Linked DNA regions of Gasterosteus aculeatus: region 2 is linked to region 1. A link is a contact called in public Hi-C data. All regions are on one chromosome and are shown on one strand. The core of a region is the stretch at or near the end of the contact, and the rest is flanking DNA. Distances in the headings are between cores, read along the strand shown. Region 1 overlaps ano10a (anoctamin 10a). Region 2 holds the start of LOC120811232 (voltage-gated potassium channel regulatory subunit KCNG2-like).

What was found. Hi-C and Micro-C count contacts between places; a contact is called where the count stands out from the background.
Region 2: a Hi-C map of skeletal muscle shows a contact between it and region 1, with 4 times the contacts expected there. The contact joins the promoter of LOC120811232 here to the enhancer-like site in region 1. A contact is called at or near these places in 2 of 6 Hi-C or Micro-C datasets (both in skeletal muscle).

What each region holds. Positions count from the first base shown.
Region 1 is chr20:18,236,356-18,239,097 of fGasAcu3.hap1.1, forward strand. All of the region lies in intron 13 of ano10a (anoctamin 10a), which reads left to right. Among protein-coding and RNA genes, the nearest start is that of ano10a, 11 kb to the left of the region's middle. Within about 2 kb of position 1,261, at least 1 of the 9 cell types and tissues checked has open chromatin away from gene starts, as enhancers often do.
Region 2 is chr20:18,399,139-18,401,969 of fGasAcu3.hap1.1, forward strand. It overlaps LOC120811232 (voltage-gated potassium channel regulatory subunit KCNG2-like), which reads right to left and starts at 1,339. Exons shown (of 4, transcript XM_040166492.2): 1 at 1-1,339.

The sequences.
Region 1 (2,742 bases), core at 11-2,510:
ACACCAGACAGGTGGTACATGTAAAAGGCTGGTTTGCCGAGTAATTTACCAAGCAATGTTTTTTATCATAACCTTTAATGTTTGCCTCAGGACCAACATAAAGGCTAACTTGGTTATTTTCAGCCTCTTCAACCCCCTTATGTTTCTGTGTCAAAGTGACTAAAGGGTGACATTTTTTGTAATTGGTTGGCTCTTGGAGGAGAACTGTGCAGACTGCAGCTGCTAAGCAGGCTGTAGTGTTGTCGCCCAGGGTAACGCTGAATGCACGTCCACTTCAACCAGTCCGTGTGTCATGTGCCCTGAAATGTCACGTCGTGTCAATGAAGACATTACAGATAACACTTATGTATTCCAACACATCCTCTCTCCATCTCTCACTCACCTTCACACCGATGTCTCTTGGCAAAAATGATTACTTACTCTTTTGGATTATTTCCATAAAGTTGTCAGACCATTATAGTGAGTTTGCGTCCATTTGAAGCTAAGTAGTTATTACATCACAGCTGCCATTCAGCGTCTTCCCTCATTACCGAACCAACTTCATGATGTTCCCATAAGCCACCTGGACCCCAAAAGCATGTGAGCATTGGTTTACGGGTGAAGTTGCCCTTCAACACTTGTAACGTTTGTAGTGCTGTAGGACCTGAGCAGAGGAGATTGTGTAGGCAGAAAGTGAGCCTTCCTGTGCTCCCATTCAACCCCCCCCACACCATCCACCGTACATGACTCTTGTATCAGTAGGTCTGCACGCCGACATCCCGGGCTTTGTTCCCCGTTTGACTGACGGGGAGGAGGCCAGGAAAGAAATGAGATATGAGGATCAGAGAGGCAGAAGGAACAGCAGCACATGTGTGATTCTGATGAACTCGACTCACAGACTCTTTGTGCATCCAAGCACGTCCCTTCCTGTCACCATCCAGCGCCTTTCCTAGAATAAAGCAAGCAGGCTATTAAAGAGATGGCACGACAAGAATAACGATAGCTAGGTTGCTGGGTGTGTGTGTGTGCGCTGTGAGTCTATGTTGTCCATCTAACGCCTTTCACTGGTCAGGTCGTTATCATCTTTGAACTTCGCTGTCTCTCTAAAGAAGGGTTCGAAATCAAATCAGCCAGCCCCTCTTATCTTGGTTTCAGGGTGGAGGGTGGAGGGGCGCCTCTTCGCTTTCCAGCAGCGGCGCCATGATACCTGAGTAATTACTATACGGGGCTTACACACATCAGCGAGCAGTCACCAGGCAACCGGCCAGCCGGCTACGGAAACAGACTTTCCCTCAGCGTCTCTGATCCGTCCGCTCACAAACAGGGACGGCTCTGAGGGGGCCGAGTGGGGGCCAGGGATCCACGAACATTGAGCCTCCCCCCCGCCGGATGGTGCTTCTCAACCTGCATTTATCTCTAGCGTTTGCATTTTGGGGAAAATCGATTGCATCAGAATATGCTGTTTACCCATTGCAGCCTAATAATGGCTGACTGGTTGTTACGGCCATTGTGTTGTTGTGTTTTTGGCCACCTGATGAATGCAGGTCTGTTATTAACTCTCCTTTTAGCTCTTTTTTGGTCTCTACCAACCCATGAGGACAATGCTGCTCCACTACCTCACTGTGCGTGTTAGCGGGAGGTTGGTGAGTGATACAAATGGTCTTTGCTGTAAATAATGACTGGCACTACTGACCATGAACTCGAAGAGGCTAAAACCCTGTAAGGACCGTGTTCCTTTCCAGTAGCTCCTCTGTAGGACTTTGTTGATTACAGGTTCAGCAGGTGGGTTGTACTCGCTTTAATAACAGTCAAGTCATAAGTCTGTTTAAGTCCAGACTGGTGTCCCACAGCTTCATTTCAACAGAAAGGAACATGTAGTGTTTGGCAGCTGGGCGCCGCTTCCATGTGGGTTTGTCTGTTTCTCCACGGTTGTTTTCGGCAGCCCACCAGACAGTAATCTGCTTAGTCTGTGTGTTTATAATCACATTGCAAAGGCATTAAAGCAGGACTCACCAACCCACCAGTGATCTGTCCTAGCACAGCATCCTACTGACAGTCAGCTTAATCCTCCAACCTGTCCCTATCTAATTGGATGCCCTTTATTTGTAGAAAAAACATGCATGTATGTGAAGGCTGGATTAACAATGTTATGAGATTGGCAGCACTCAGAGAAACCTTTTTTTAATAAAGTGGATAATTTCTTTTAAATGACATTTCACTTGCACTTTCAAACAATGATTCAAATAACTGCCATTTAAGCTGCACCACCAATGCTTTTGTGGTCAAATAGCTACAAAGGGGGTCCTCATAGTGAAGGAAGCTCTACACAGTTTGGGCTGGAGGTGTATGGAGTGTTTTAGCGCCTTTAGCGTTATTGCTTAGCTCTGTACATCTAATGCAGTCTCTAACCCTTTCACAGTAAAGTAATCATGGTGTAAGATGGTTCCTAAAACCCTCACGTTGTCTGAGATGTCTCATCAAAAGTTATAAACTACAATATAATACTACAGACTTTCCAGGGTAGAATTTGGTCTGCGGCTCAATAAACACCAGAAATGGCGAAGCGAAATAACAAATGGACAGATTGCGCACGTCACAACAGTTCAAGTCTTTTGGCCTGGATCTCCTCAACCACTTCGTTAAGATGAGAAGATTGATGGCATGAAGAACGGTTTCCTCCTGGATGACCTCTTCAAACACACGTAGCCATGTTTCAGTACTCTGATCTGTTCCATCAGCAGCGTTGTATCCAGGCAACCCAGT
Region 2 (2,831 bases), core at 89-2,588, 160 kb after region 1:
TTTCAACACTGTAGTAGTATTTTTTTTTTAAAGTTTTTATAAACCTGTGTATTTTAACAATAATTAGATGTGTGACAGATACGCCTTCACTTAGTGTATATTGTACATTCATGTACATACGACCAAAAGAGTAGACTCGATAAAACAACCCATACAGACGCGACCAACACACATGCTAGTGCGCAACAACAAAAACGTCTAATGCAAGAATGTAAGGAACCGATGGTTGACCTGGATGTGTGGAGCCGTGGCTTCCACGCAGACACGGTGAGAACATGCAGACTCCACACAGAAAGGCAGTTGGGTGGAGTTGAACCCTGCAGTGCCTGTTTGCCACACATTTGCAAAAATGAACCGGTCCAACTGAAAAGAGCACTCCCATCCTTTGCATAGTGAGTTTCAGCTTCTTCCCCCCCAGGCAGAGTAATCTAGTCCATGCTGTAAAACTAAGCGCCATAAAAACACTTTTGTTCCAGCAGCCACTACTCAGGTGAACAAACAACAGTGCAGCGATGCTATAGACGCAACGTTTTTGTATTTACTTATTCATTTTATTTAGCTATTAGCAGCCTTGTGTACTTTTATTATGTTTTAGCGCCTCTTTCTTTAGGACCTCTTGAATGAGAATGAGAACGAGAAAGTATCCACCAATCAGTTACGTTCTTTGTTTTTATGTTTTTTAAACCAAAAAACGGGCAAACAAACACGACTCCTATCGTATCGCTGCTGTATGAATCAGTGGAGCGGAACAAGCTTTATAGGAGCCAAACTCTGCCTTAAAACGCATCTGTACAGGATGAGGGATGTTATGATACAACTCACTACGGTGGTGTACCAGTGGCAGGAACACAGCTCACCACAAACTGCCTCACCAGTTTCAGCATTAAGATGGTTGCCGATTCGGCAGCTTCCGACCTCCCCTCCAGAGAAGAATGGAAATCACAGATTAATCACTTTGACTTATTAGCCGCAAATGTCACTCTCCAACACTTCATTAATTCCTATAATAGCAGCCGCTTCTAAAATAAGTAGCGCAAGATTAATACAACTGCGATTAATTATTTTTGTGATCTAAGCAGCTCGCATACTTGGTGGGTCGGAATGTGCTGAAGCAGCGAGAAAGTATCACCTGTAAGATAGAGGCCTTCTCATTTTCAAACGTCAATTCATTGTGAAGTGAGGAGGAATGCAAAAGTAGCATTTACTACATTGGGGATATAAAGCACATTTACATAAAGGAAGTGACCCATTAACCTCATGCTATGGTTTCAGCAGGTTTATTAACTCAACAAAGACAAAGGCGCGATTTGGGGTAACGCTTGGGCCTGCGTTGTAATAATATAGTTTCAAAACCCAGAAGATCGACCAGCCGATGTGAGACCTGAAACCATTCTAGCTTTGGTGTTACTTTCATTTACACCACATTATGCAAAATGAACACATTGGGTTACTTTCTCCATATGCTTATAAATGCAGTCTAACGTTCGTAACTTTAACCTGCTTTTTAACAGAAAAACATGAAAACAGGATATTTACGGTTGAGAGATGCAAAAACGGGCTGTGGCTGTGAGGCATGTGTACCAACCCCCAAACGCTGGAAAAAACTACTTTTTTCAAGGATTCTCATATCAAATTCATACTAATAAGCTGCACAGCGGCCAATCATGTTTGCCAATCAGCATCAATGAAAACACGCACTGCTCACCTAATTGTGAAAAAATCCGCTGCTGTCATTTTGACTTTGACTTTCGCTGGTTTTACGCTTACAACAGCTGTAGATGATTACTTGCATAACCTATTTACGTGCAAAGGCACAGCAGAGTTGTGCTTTTCGCCTTACATGTTGAAGAATACAGGGCATCGAAGGGCGCATGCGCAACATGGGTTTCTCGCTTGTCGTCCGCAGTGGGCGGACGGTAAAAGCAGCTTCTTCTACCATTTCTTTGTATTTGTGTAACGGCTACATTTGTCATCGTAACGTCTGGAAAATTGAAATAACACACATATTGCATATATAATTCTAAGACTAAACAGTAAAAAAAACATATAAAAGTTTAATTAACATTTTTATGTTTTAATTTTGGAAGGGTGCCTACATTGCCTACCCTGACTGCATGTCACTGGATGAGAATCCGGAAATATGAGCACATAACACTCATCCTCCACTCACTGCACTGGGTCCATGTTCCGGATTGACTACAGAGTTTTACTACTCATTCATAAATGCATAAATGGACATGCAACCCCATATCTGCAAAGCTACTGACTCCCCAAACCTCCACCCGCACCCTCAGATCTGCAAGCAGCTCCTCTGGGTCCCCAACACCAAGCTCCGCACCATGGGCGACCGGGCCTCAGTAGCATTAAGACCCAAAACGGGTCATTTCAAGCAGAGTTATTTTAGGTAGGCTGAAAAGGGTGCCATCAAAAATTATCCTTGTGATATTTTTGACAAAAGTATGTTTTAGATGTATGTTGTATTCACCAAGAACCATATCAACAAAATACACTTTGCAAATTAATATAAGTGCATGTTTACCTTTGTCACACCCATCTCTTGCTTGTGGGTGCACATCACCCGTTTTTTTTTACAAACGAAGGACGTATAAACATTTTTCATTAGAAGTTCATAATGCTTTTACATTACAGCATTTGTGCAATCAGCCTCCATCCCAGAGACAACCTGCATCCACAGATGGGACGGACAACGTAAATGTTCTGCCGTGGTTACTGCCGTTTGAAGTTAACATCATACCATTACTCATATGCTTCCTGACTACATGTCACACACACACACACACACACACACACACACACACAGGAAGACCGTT